Regions from separate parts of the Rattus norvegicus genome. Here region 2 is linked to region 1. A link is a contact called in public Hi-C data. All regions are on one chromosome and are shown on one strand. Each heading gives the region's core, a stretch centred on a gene start, on an enhancer-like site or on the middle of the called end of the contact. The rest is flanking DNA. Distances are from core to core; before and after follow the strand shown.

What was found. A called contact is a pair of places that touch in the nucleus more often than the background predicts.
Region 2: a contact with region 1 is called in a Hi-C map of the A7r5 cell line, with 3 times the contacts expected there. The contact joins the enhancer-like site here to the promoter of Tfap2a in region 1. A contact is called at or near these places in 3 of 12 Hi-C or Micro-C datasets (the A7r5 cell line, the Rat2 cell line and Schwann cells).

Annotation. Positions count from the first base shown.
Region 1 is chr17:24,234,317-24,240,979 of GRCr8, forward strand. Tfap2a (transcription factor AP-2 alpha) reads left to right here and starts at 3,367. Exons shown (of 7, transcript NM_001107345.2): 1 at 3,367-3,681; 2 at 4,921-5,355. The coding sequence starts at 3,655.
Region 2 is chr17:24,338,974-24,345,636 of GRCr8, forward strand. No RefSeq gene overlaps it. Among named protein-coding and RNA genes, the nearest start is that of Tfap2a, 100 kb to the left of the region's middle. Within about 2 kb of position 3,553, at least 4 of the 93 cell types and tissues checked have an H3K27ac peak or open chromatin away from gene starts, as enhancers often do. A contact at or near this core is called in the A7r5 cell line, where this site is marked.

The sequences.
Region 1 (6,663 bases), core at 2,117-4,616:
CTCCACCTCCTCCACCACCTCCTCCTCCTCCCCCTTCCTCCCCTTCTCCTCCTCCTCGCCCTCCTCTCCTCCTCCCCCTCCTCCTCCTCTTTTGCTCACCGCCCGCAGCCCGCACTTTGCGCTAACCCAGAGAGTAGCTCCGCTGGGGTGCAAGGCGCAGAGGGGCAAATCCGATCACGCCGATCCATGAAAATGCTTTGGAAACTGACGGATAATATCAAGTACGAAGACTGCGAGGTAAGCGCGGCGCTGGCTCAGTCGTCCTCGCGGCCACAAGCTTGGAGATTGACCCTCCCTCTCCTCCTCCTCTCCACGCAGCTTGCTGCGAAATGCGGGTGGGACAAACTTACACCAGCGCATCTATCTCCCACCCCTGGAATTCGCCAGAACAGCACGGGGGAGAAGCTGGAGGTGGTGGACACGGACCTCGCTTCTTTCACTTTATCTTTCGAAGCCCGTGTCCCACTCCCCACCCCACCCCCCTTTTTCTGCTTACTTTTGGTTCTGCCTGAGAGTGGAAAAGAGGAGCTTGGGTTTTAAAAAAAAAAAGCTGGCAACTGGGCACGTGCCCGTGCAGTCTGGTGTGTTTTGAATAAGATCCTGGGGGTGCCTACAGTAGCAGGAAGAAAAAAAAAACATATTCCCCTTTTTACCCCCTATCTGACATTAATCCCCCCCTTTTTTTCATTCATTCTTTTCTTCCTTCCTAAAGAGCTTTTGGTGAAGGGCCCACACACTTCGCCGCGACCTGTAAAGCGGGTTCGGCTTGGGAACCCTCAAGTCAGTCCTTGCTGCCACTCTTTAGCTTCTACAGTCCTTGAAGTTCTAAGCAGTTTCTCCCGCCGAGCTTTGGGGTGGACACACCCCATGGTTGTGGTTGGGTGCTGGTGTGTTACCAGCCTCTCGGAGCCGGGGGCGTGGGAGGAATCCCTCTTCTACCTGTGGGCGCTAAACAGCGGGACCCTGAAAATCCTGGGGCGACTGCCGATCGTCTCCGGTTGCCGATAGTCCACTGGGATCACAGAGGACTCTCCCTTGGGAACCCATTTTAAAACCCAGAGCCTCAGAGCATAACTTTTGGGACAGCCAGGGAGGCATGGAGAAAACACCAACGGCTTGTGCAGGGGATGACCTTAGCCTTGTTAATTTTTTTTTTTTTTACAAACTCCACTGAAGGGAGCTGATGAGTGCGTGGGGGTGACTGAGGGGTGGGAAGCCCGTGATTATCCAAAACTGTGGTAGCCTTGACTTTCGCTATTCTTATTTCGCTTCATTCCTTTTGGCTTTTGGGGTTTCTGGCTGAAAGGTCTGCTCGCGGGCGCAGAGGCAAAAATTCTGTCTCCACTCGAAATCAGAAACTGGGTTTACATGAAGGAAGTGTCACCCGCTCCCTCCACTTTGCTTTTAAAAAGCCATTTTACTTTCTTTTTCCTCTCCTGCTCTCTCTTTACCCCTCTCCACTCCTAACCTGGCGGAGGGGACACCAGGTGACAAACAATATCCGTGCTTCTTTGGGGGGCTCCTGTGGTGCGCCGGAAGGGGCACAGGAACCCCACATAGGACCAGCCAGCTTTGTTTTCTAGGCTAAGGGTACTTTGGCCGGCAGGCCTAGGTACTCCTGCGACTATTTAAGAGCAGTTTTTTCCCTTAGGGTTTTGGGCTCCCTTCCCAGGCTGACGCTTTTTCACTTTCTTGGAACCCAGAAGTCAGTTCGAGATACAAGCGCCCTGAGTGGAAGTGTTAAGAACCTTCGTGTGGCTCTACACACCAAAGGGATCTCGAGGGTAGGGCGCGAGATGAACTTGAACCCCCCAGAGGGACTCTGGAGGTGCATGAGAGAGGGTTGGGAGAGGGGTGTGATGAGACTGGGGCCGGGAAAAAAAGTCTGGACAATTTCAACAACTTTGGTGGCGGCGGGATAGCCAGCGCTGGAGCAGGGATTTCAGGTTTCCGAGCGGGCTTGGAGTTGTCTGATTTAGCTGAGGCTCTGCAGGGACACGCAAGAGGCGAGGTGCCGCTTGTTCCGACAACCAGGCGGGCAGACTAGCAGTGGCGACGCGCGGGGAGAGCTAGCCCTGTCATCTAGGGGGTGTCGGCGGGAGTGGCCCAGCCAGTCCGACGGGTTTGTGCAGGGAGCCAGGAGCCCTTGCCAGAGGCGCCCAGGCTGGGCCGCTTCGCGTCTGTGCGCGCCCCGGGCCGCGTTCCGGCTCCGGCTCCCGCTCTCGGAACCCGGTCCGGGGACCAACCGAGATCGGAGCAGTCGCAGCCGACGAGCGCACGGCTCCGAGGTCCTAGGGAAGGCGACTCGCGACCAGGCGGAGGACAAGGGTTAGCGAAGCGGGCGGGTTGCTCCCAGGCGGGACGCCGGGCCATGGAGGAGCAGCGAGGCAGCGGGCAGCCGAGTCCCGAGTCCCAGGCCCCGCTGCGCAACAGAGAATCCCGGGGCCGGAGAGCGGCGGGAAGCACCTCCCAGGCGCAGAACTCGGTGGGCAGCGGCCAGCGGGTCCCCGGAGCTCCAGCTCGCGGCGCGCGACCCCCGCTCCATCCCGAGGTCTGCCCTAGCCTTTTAGGTCCGATTGTCCTCCCTCGCTTCCTCTCCCCCTCCCCCCCCCTCTGCCGCGGGCTCCCCCTCCGCAGCTCCGGCTCGGCCCCCTCCTCCCCCTCCTCCTCCCTCCCTCCTGCCCTCCCTTCCTCCTCCCCGGCGCTCCCTCCTTCCTCCCTCCCTCTCTCCACTCCTCTCTCTTCTGGTCGCCCACACTTTCTTTCGCGCACACGCACGCAGACACATCCTCCCTCTCCGCGCTCTGGCCCCTCGGCCTCCCTCTCTCGCCTTCTTTCTCTTTCACTTTTGCAGGCCCTGCAACCTTTTAAAATGTTGCCCCTTTGCTGTGATTCGCCAGTCGCCGCGCCGCGGCCCCCCGCACGCTCGCCCGCTCCCTCCGTCGCTCGCTTTTTGTCTCTCGCGCTCCCTCTCCCCACCTCCGATTTGCTACACTGAGACTCCCGTCAATGACTGCATTGAGAGCCGGCTCCGGCGCGAGTTGCCTCTCCGCTTCACGCTCGATTTCCAGGCATTCTTCCCTTATTAAGTATTCGTGTAATATTAATAGTCATGAATATCTGCTATTAGGAGGCTCCAGGAACGCTGCCCAGCGCGGTTATTAGAAGCTGAAGTGAAGCCGCCGCTAAGGAAAGAGGGGGAGACACGGATTAAGGAACACGCGCGCGCGCGCACGCACACACACACACACACACACACACACTTTTTCGTATTTTTTGGTGGGTTTTTTTCTTTTTTTGGTTTGGTTGTTTTTTGTTGGTGGTGGTTTTTGCTTTTTGTTTTTCTTAAAGAGCTCTGAATCCTAACCGATCCCGGGAGGATAGAGATCGTGGGTTCGACCAGTTGAAGGCGCCGCGCGACTCGGTGATACAAGTTCGGATGGATCCGAGCGGGGCTCCGACGCTCGCGGGAACGTCCGCGCGGTGACTGGAGTCCTGGGTGGCGCGGGGCTCTCGGCGCCTTTTGTGTGTGGCTCTTTCGGGCCGCCGGGCAGCCGGGTGCTCGAGGCGTGGTGCTTTTTGCTTTTTGCTTTTGTTATTGTTGTTGGTTTTTTTTTTTCCTCACCCTGACTGGTTACCCCAGATTCTTCGCAGATGTTAGTTCACAGTTTTTCAGCTATGGTGAGTCCCACCCCACCCCCAACCCTGTTTCCTTAGGAATTCTGTTCCAGAAACCCGCAGCCGAGAAACTGCCCGAGATCCTGAGCTTCTTGGCCAGGGTTCCTTGTGGACCTCGCCTTCCATTTGCATTCCTATCCCCCTTTCCTCTTTTCTCTGGCTCCTTTCCATCCCCAAATCCAACGCGTCGCCACTGCCCTGTCCCTGCTAGACCTCTCCGCGCACGCAGACCTACCCCGCAGCTCTTTCCCTGGGCCAGTTTCTCGCCGGGTTTGTCTTTCTTTCCTTGCGTCTTTACTAGTTTCGGAGACGCTCTCCACAGCTGATGTTTAATCCGTCTGTGGGGGGTGAAAGGCGCACCCCGGTGTGTCCCCTAGCCTGGGGCCTGATGGCTAAACCTCGGAAGGTTCCCGCTTTCTGGAACCCACCCTTGTCTTGCTTTGCAAGGGAATTGCAATTGAGAAACCTAAAGTCAGGGGTTTCTTTTGCCCTTTGGGGCTGGGGTGGAAGGGGCGGGGGCCTCCGCCCCGGGGTGCACCTCTTTCTTTTAAAAAGAACCCGGTAAGACAGAATCTTTCTGTTTTAAACCCTGGCTTGGCGTCCTTCACTCCCCATTCATATCATAAAAACGACCCTGTCGTGTAAAAAGCCTTCTAACAGAGGAAGCGGAAAAGACAGACCCCCTCCCCAACCATGCAGTTAAAACCTTTAAGCTGGTCATTTAAACGTGTGCTTTCTTACGGCCTCTATGTGAAACATGTTTCTATTTAATAGTCATGAAATGGTAATAGTCTTTGAAGGTTTATGATTTTCCCCCCTCAAGATTAATGGAAGAGTAAACAATAATGCCTTGGCAGACAGGTTCAAATCCGGGAAAAGCAAAGGCCGCTTCTCCTGTTTAATATTTAGTGGCTATCTGAATTTTGCTTAAGGGAGGTTTGGTACTGCGGCTGTTAAGGGTTGTAGCACAGGACATACTCTTTTATGTCTTCTTCCCTCCTTTGAGAGGAATGTCCGGGAGAGTCTGTTGTGCCACTAGATTTACATATTCTGATTTCTTTGCATTTTTTTTTAGAAAGGCCTGCTTCACTTCTTGGGTGTTTTCCAATATGAACAGTGTAGAGTTGATGCCCCTAGTTCGGTGGCCTGCCCACACTGGGTTTGTGGAATAGATCAAGTAGGATAGCTGAAACCCTGAGCCTCATTTCTTTTTCCTTCCCTTTCTGTCTTGCTTTCTTCCAGGACCGTCACGACGGCACCAGCAACGGGACGGCACGGTTGCCCCAGCTGGGCACTGTAGGTCAATCTCCCTACACCAGCGCCCCGCCGCTGTCCCACACCCCTAATGCCGACTTCCAGCCTCCCTACTTTCCCCCGCCCTACCAGCCTATCTACCCCCAGTCGCAAGATCCTTACTCCCACGTCAACGACCCCTACAGCCTGAATCCCCTGCACGCCCAGCCGCAGCCGCAGCACCCGGGCTGGCCCGGCCAGAGGCAGAGCCAGGAGTCTGGGCTCTTACACACACACCGGGGGCTACCCCACCAACTGTCAGGCCTGGACCCTCGCAGGGACTATCGGCGGCACGAGGACCTCTTACACGGCCCGCACGGGCTCGGCTCCGGGCTCGGGGACCTCCCGATCCACTCCTTACCTCACGCCATCGAGGACGTCCCGGTAAGAGGCCGTGCAGGCCACGGGAGGGAACGCAGACCTAGGCTCACCTGCCCGCTGGGAAGCTTCGTGGAGCCCAGGCCCTCAGGGCCTTGGTTTTCCTCAATAATAGTTGGGGGTGAGGGTGAGACTCACTTGAACAATCGACTTTTGAAATTAAAAAGTAATTGAGAACAATGCTTCCTGGAGCTCGCTCAACAAAGCCTGGGTCACCACTTCCAACCGACACAAATAAATCTGGCGATTGTCACCCTTCAGGTAGCTTCTCTCCGAGGCGGTAAAGTGTGTGGATCGAGGGAGAATGTAATTCCACTGCTGAAGGTGTCGTGTGTGTGTGTGGGGGGGGGGGTTTCTCGCTGTTCTAGGAAATAGGTTACATTTAATCTAGAGAGCTTTTCAGATGCGCTCACAAAGTAAAAGAAAGTATGGGAGACTTAGGAAAAGGTCCTTGAACCGGCTTTTATAAGCATTAGTAAAACCTAGAAGTTATGCCTTCTCTATCCTGATCAAAGGGACATAAGTAGCAAATCCGAGCACAGGGACATTAAAATGCAGCTTTCTTCTCTTCCTGGGGGTGCTAAGTGGTGACCTCATAAATCATTAGCTAGGTTCCCAACGCCTATCAGAGTCTGCTAACTGCATATTCAATTAAATGTTTGGAGACTATTGGGTGCTGTGTTGAGTTCTAATTCAGTTCTCAATAAATGCAGTTTTAAAATAATTTCTAAATAAGCAGGGCCTTAGCACACGTACTACTTAGAATGTAGCCCAGGCTATTGATAATTTGAAAATACGTTTAAAAATTAAATTGCAACCAGCATCTCAGCCTCAGCTCTATAAATTTATGACTTTCTTACAATCGTCCTGAAATGGAATATATATATATATATATATATATATATATATATATATGCACCGTTAAAGGTGCTTTTCTTTGGAAAGGAAATGTATCTGGATGTGATTTCTGCTAAAATGCTATTTCAAATTACTACATCAAATATAGCAGTGGTATGTCTGTTGACAGTTTAATGATTACTGAATTAGATTGTAAGGAAAACGGGCCACATGGACTTACCTGATTGCCTGGCGGATTTAAAACATTCTTGAAGTTCTACAGGAAAATAGAAAATTTATTACCTCTCTCATTTAGCCCAGTTAATCACTGAAATTTGTTGGTTATGCTTAACAGCCTTGCAAGGAACACAGAAAGCAGGCACTTGGTCCAATGCAAGGCTTAGTAAGCTCTGTGTGTGTGTGTGTGTGTGTGTGTGTGTGTGTGTGTGTGTGTGTGTGGTGTGTTCATATTTACAT
Region 2 (6,663 bases), core at 2,303-4,802, 100 kb after region 1:
AAAGAGAAGTAAAAACAAATTTAAAAAGATTTTGTGATTCCAGGAACATCTGTCGCCTCTCAGGATGCTTCCTAGCCTCCAGGTCTTTTATGGCTTCTTTTCCTTGCTGGGCTGGTGATGACTTTTTACTGGCCCCGGAACCCAGGTTAAAAAAATGCTAGGTGTGATGGTGCACGCTGGGAGACAGGCAGATCCCTGTGAGTTCACTGGCCAGCCGGTTAGATTGAGCTATGAGTTCCAAGCCAGCAGGAGACCCTGTGTCCAGCCATAGCCGTTTTACACGAAGCCATCAACTCCCAAACCAACACCAGTAGCAGGTAACCGAGTCTTGTGGTCACAGTCACATGGTAGGTACTTCCTATGTGTTGAAGAGAGATCAACCCTTGAGTTAGTGTAGAAGGTAGGATGGATGGAGCTGGCTATGTGACTTAGCAGTCAAGAGCACGTTCTGCTCTTGTAATTTGGTCCCTTGCATCCGCAGCTGATGGGTCTCAACCATCCACAGTCTCAGCTCCAGGAGATCCAATGCTGCCTCCTCTGGCCTTTGAAAGCACTTGCACATACATGCACACAGACAGGTACACGTAAACAAAAGTCAAAGTGAAAAATAAATACTATAGACATAGGTGAATCCAAGAGCCCATAGAGCATTTAGGACCCTTCCTTGCTTCCAGGTCTTCTCCATCCTCTTTTCCCTGCTGGGGTGGTGGTGACTGCTGACCTACTGACCTTAGGGTAGGGTAAAAAGCTTCTGAGATTAATGACAGGCAGCATTCCTTCCTTTACTTTGTCCCTGTTTTCCTTCCCATGGTGCTGCGCTGATGGTAAGACCTAGCCTCAGGCTTGACCCTTTTCCCACAGCTGATGCTCTGGGCTACCCCTTTGGTCTTCTTTTTGGTCAGGGCTCTGACCACACCAACTTTATCTCCCTCTTCCTTCTGTGGAACAAACAATAAGGAGGGGGCACAATTCTAGAAGATGTGGCACATGGATGAGTGGTAGTACTGAAGCCAGTGCCTCTTTTTCCCCCCCTTGCATGGGTGTTATGTGGGTGCACAGTCATGAGAGTGTAATGATAGCTTTTTCTTCCGGTCTCCTGCCCACCTCCCAGCCACCTCCATAAGAGCTCCTTGTCTGAAGCACTGATCTGTCCCTTAGTCACCGCCTGCTCATTGTCATTTCCAGTTGCCTCTCTGTTTATTTCAAGCCGTCCTGCTCTTTCACCCTGGGTGATTCACAGTGGCTCCTCCCATTTTGTGACAACTTCTTCTGGAAGCAGCTGGGACCACCCGTTCTAAGTTTATGTTCCTTAGTGGGGTTTGTGTTCAGGACATTTGTATGGGATGGACAAAGGCTGCTCTCTGGAGGTTGGGCGGAGGGATGGAGCCGCAACTAACCCTCAGAGGCTCCACAGACAGAGCAGAGGTGGGACTAAGCCCAGAATCCAGGCTTCCAACTTCCTAGCTCCCACTCCATGATTATTGCCCTAGAAGAAAGGAACTCTGAGCAGATGCGGTGGTCACCCAGTATGCAGCAGTGTTCCATGTGTCTTCTGAGATTATCGCTAGATGGAAAGATGAGGGAAACAGGTTGCACCCTCACGAGCTCTTTACCTGCATCGCTTAGCTGCTCGCCAGGTCAATGGAGGGTGCTGGGTTTGGGTTGCCTGGATCGAATTCTGTGGTAAAGCAACGCCTTCTCCACTCCTTTTCCTAAATGCTCTAGCTGGCTGGGCTAAGGTGCCTGCTGACCACGTGCGAGCCCTGGGTTCAAGCCCTAGCCTTGAGACAAACAAGCAGAACCATTAAGTGTTTAACTTAACATGAGCCTGCCAATGTTTTGATTATGTAGAGCTCGAGAGGACTCGTGGCTCCTGTATGAAAAACAGCAGTGTGCTATACACAGCTTGGACCCTGTTTATGATCCTTAACAGTCTACCAATCTCTAAATGTCTAAATGTCTCCCTACTGAATCATGCTGAGCTGGAAATAAAACAGACGACATATATATTATATATCGATATTTATATTATATAGTAAATTATATAATTTATAAATAGATTATATACTATAAATTATATATAATATATAAATTATATATAATTTAAATTTATTTTTATTTTCAGAAAAGCTTAATCTGAATTCAGGAATTCAGACTTAAAATATAATGCTTTGGTATCTCTGGATCTCTTGGGGAAAAGATGAAACAAGTCAGCCAGTCCACGAGACCATCCACAAACTCAGTGCTCTGAGCGTCAGAGCGCTTGCCACACAGGCTCTCTCTGATGCCACTCTCCTTGGTCTGAAGAGCCCAGTCATTCTCCTGCAGCGGAGTTTATGACTCTGACAAGCAACAGTCGTCATCCTGTACTTGTCAGTTTTGTATATTTGTACACGGAAGGGTTGTATCTTTACAATAAAGTCTACACACCTACACAATCTTCTGCCTGGAGAGATTTGCTGTCTGAAGACAGATCCTCGCGAAATTAGCATCTGTCTGTGATTGGCTTATGAACTCCAAGAAGGGCAGAACCCTCCAACTCCCACCCTCCCTCCACGAAGTTACATTTACAAGGATTAACTACCTTATTCAATGTATTTCTTAAGAATTAAATTAATTATAATGCATTTGGATTCCCCGAGCATTCTCACAATTAATTTGTGCTATTGAGTTATCAAATATCCCCTTTCTTAAGGGATTACTTCATTTCTGACTTTTTTTTTTCTTTTTTTTTTAACTGGTGTCCCAAGAAGTCACTTTGGACTGAAAAATTGGATCCTTATTCCAAGGATTTGCTTTTAATCTCTAAAGGAATTCTTGGAGCACTGGAATGACTCTGTAAGACAGTGGCTAATCCCTTAAGCAAGGTTATCTGATCACCCAATTACACGAATTACTGAAATCAGCAATCAGAGAAAATGCTTTCTTCTCCTCAGCTGCTCTTTGTATGCTGAGCGCCAATGCTGAGCCCATACAGAACGCATAATTCCCTGCTCTCTGGAGACCCATTAAACTCAGTTTTAAAAACTGCACACTTAAATAACGTCTTTCAGATTGCCAGGTCGTTGGAAGGGGGAGGGACCTTGGATTTTTAAACTTAGCTCAAGTTTAAAAACAAAATAATTTTTCCCCCTCAGTGATGTGATGTAATTTCCTTCCCTAAGTCAGATCATATTGTGTTGCACAGGTGGTGGCCTCTTACGAAAGGGGGCTGGGAGAGAGGGTTTGGTATGCCATTGCTCAAGGTCAAGGATGCTATATGGCAAAGGTCTTTTCTTTAAGGTACACAGTGAGGTTGCTAATCCTTTAAAAATATTGGGCCTGTGTCTTAAAGACTACAATAGAGCATAATGCCAGATAATCTCTTTACCCACATTTATTTACTTAAGGTAATCTAGTCAAGGCCTCATTTGCCTGTCAAAGTCAGAAGGTAAAATATTAGCACCGCGATGTCATTAGCAGGAAACAGTTCCCCCAGCGACAGCCGTAGTCACTTTAGAGACAAACACAAAGCTAGATCCGTGGTGCTTCTGACATTTGGCCAGCAGGTTCAAGACGTATTGCGAAGCTCTTTTGAGTCAGAGCAGTATGATCTAGTTCTCATGTGTTTGGAATTCACAGCAGCAACCAAAAACTGAATGGAAATCACATAAAACCAAACTCAATTAAATGTGTCAGTAGAACACTATCCCGTACTAGACAACTCTGTATTTCATTTCAGAGCATTTTATAAACTACATACTTTTGGAAAAAAAAAAACACACCTAAATATTTTGAGAGAAGAGTCATCTCTTCTTGATACCTTGAAAGGTGGCCTATGCAAATGAAACAACAAAAAAAATCTTTGCAATTTTTTTTCTATATCAATTTTTTACTGGGCAATGTTAGAAAAGGTATTATTTAACAGGGGGCAGACAGATGGGCAGAGAGATGATGACTCAGGGGTTAAATGCTCTCACTGGCTGCTCTTTTAGTAGACCTGGTTCAATTCCCAGCACCCATGTTACTGATGGGTCACAGCCATCTGTAACTCCAGTTCCAGGGGACTGATTGCTTTCGTCTGTCCTCCGCCACCATCAGGCATACACATGGTGCATAGACCCACGAGGAGGCCAAATACCCATGCACATAAAATAAAATTAAAGTAAAAAAAAATTAAGATTCAGTTCAGTGTGTCCCAATTGTCATCACCATTTGCGCTGTGCAAAATGAGCGAGCGATGAGAAGACAGCTTTCGTGTTCATGGTCCCTGCCCTGAGTCAGCCTGGTTACCCAACAGGTAGAGGCTGAGCTGTGTTTCTGTCCCTACTTGCCTCTCTGGGTCACAGTGAATCTTGTGCAGCTTCTAACCTGCATGTCCTTTTTTTTAAAGAGACAACGCAGCTTCAACAAAACTGTAAACTTTGTTTTACTTTTGGAAGTTACCATTTATTCTTCTCTTCCCTTTGCTGGGTGATAGTTTGCTTTGGTGACCAAGTTTTCTTTCCTGCCATCATAGACAGTGATTTATTGTTGCTATCTTTCTTGGAAGAAGATTTAGTAGGGCCAACTAGCCACCTGTTGGTAGAGCTTGTGTGTCAGGCAGCTCGGCAGCTGCGTGAGTCAGGAGGGCCATTTCTGTACCCGTCAGCTCTGTCCAGGATGTCATAAAGCTTAGCAGGGGACACGCCCACTGAATACCATTATGAATAATGGAGTCTGCAATGCTGACATTTCGCTCTGATTACATCTTGGACAGATTTGATTTACACAAAAACACGTAATAGTGTTATGGCGGAATTTTCTTTGATTCTCTGGGAAAGGAACGAAAAGAGTATTCTGTGTGCCAGAGGGAGGTCTGGTAAGCATAGAGCAGAGTAGTTATTCAGTGTAAAGCCAATGTCTTCCAAAGGCTTCCCAGTGCTGGCTGCCTTGGTCACCCCCCTCCCTGTCAATCCAACAACGCTGTCAACAGGCAGTTACCAACAGTCTTTCTAAAAATGCATTTCTGGTTTTCTACTCTTGCAGGCATCCACATGCTCTAATACCCAGCATGCCTTTCTTTTACAACTTTTTATTGATTCTTTGTGAATTTCACACCATGCAAAACAATTCCATTCATCTCCCAGTCCTTCCATAGTCACCCTCCACCACAATTTGCCTTGCCTAAAGAAAGAAAGATTAGAGAGAAAGGAAGGAAGGAAGAAAGAAAGGAAGGAAGGGAAGGAAGGAAGGAAGGAGGGAAGGAAGAAAACCGACCAGCCAGCCAGCCAGCCAGCCAGCCAGCCAGACAACCAACCAACCAACCAACCAACCAAAAACCTCATCTTGCCATGGAAGCTACAGTGTGCTACAGTTCTAATTGGTTATGGTAGCTGTGTTACCAGTATCTCAGTAGCTGCCCTATCCTCTCACTAAACCACCTTTGTGCTGTCACCAGGATGGCAGCTCTACGAATCGAGTCCCATCTCCATTCCTGTGACACTGGTGTATGGTGAATGCCCTGGACCACAAGCTCTTCATGGTTTTGTCTCTTCCTTCAAGGGTTACCTCTGTGCTTTTGAGCCTTGTTTCACACCCTGTATTTATTTGTTTTTAGGATATTCTTACTTATTCTTTGACAATTTCATACATGTATACAATGTATCTTGATCATAGTCACCCTAATTCTAGATGTCCTCCAACACTTCCCCTCCTATATTCATATCTTTCTCCACTTCACTTCCTCCTTCTCTTCATCCTCTTCTTTCTCTTCCTCTTCTTCATCCTTCTCTTCCTGCCCTCCGATTTCTCCTTTCCCTCTTCTTCCTCCTCCTCTTCCTCTTTACCTTCTCCTACTCTATTTTTTCTTCTTCCTCCTCTCCCTCCTCCTGCTCCTCCTCCTCCTCTTCTTCTGTTCTTTCTTCCCTCTAAATCCAGTTAATGTTCCCTGCATATAGGATGTAAGGTCATCCACTAGAACATGGGCAGCCTACAAGAGGCTATATTCCCAAAGAAAAATGATCCCTCCATCCCCAGAAGCCATCAATTGGCAATAGCTCCTCAGGCAGGGAAAGACTCACGAGCCCCTCTCATATCCACCCTGTGGAACAAAGATTGGCTTAATCTTATTCAAGTCCTGTGCTGGTAGTTCACGAGTGCAGCAGCCAGGTCATGTCCGTAAGACAGCATCTCCGAGCTTTTATCTTCTAGCTCTCACATTCTTTCCAACCACTTTTTAAAGCTGTTCCCTGAACTTTTGTTCAGCATGGAACATTGATCTATATCCCATTTAGGTCCTGACATTCCACAGTTGTAAGTCTGTGCATAGATTATTACATACTACAAAAAGAAGCTTCTCTGATCAAGGTTGAGACCAGCACTAACCAATGGGTATAAACAAAACATTTGAAGGCAGTTTGACAAAATGCTCACTTAGCAAAGAACGAGAGAAAGTTTTCCCAGTAAGCTTTATGATCCTCCCTGCCATGAATGGGCTTTGGCAGGGGTTATATAATACCTGGCACAAATTCCCTCCCACATTGGATGAGAGCCAATGAGAGAGCAGTTGGTTTCCCCCACATCAGCCATGCCACTCTTGCATCAATGAGCACATTTCCCAGGCAAATCAAAGAGGATAGGAGCATGCAGGGTTTACTACTGGATAAATTCACTGATGCTTCTCCTCCTCCAACAGCCTGCCCA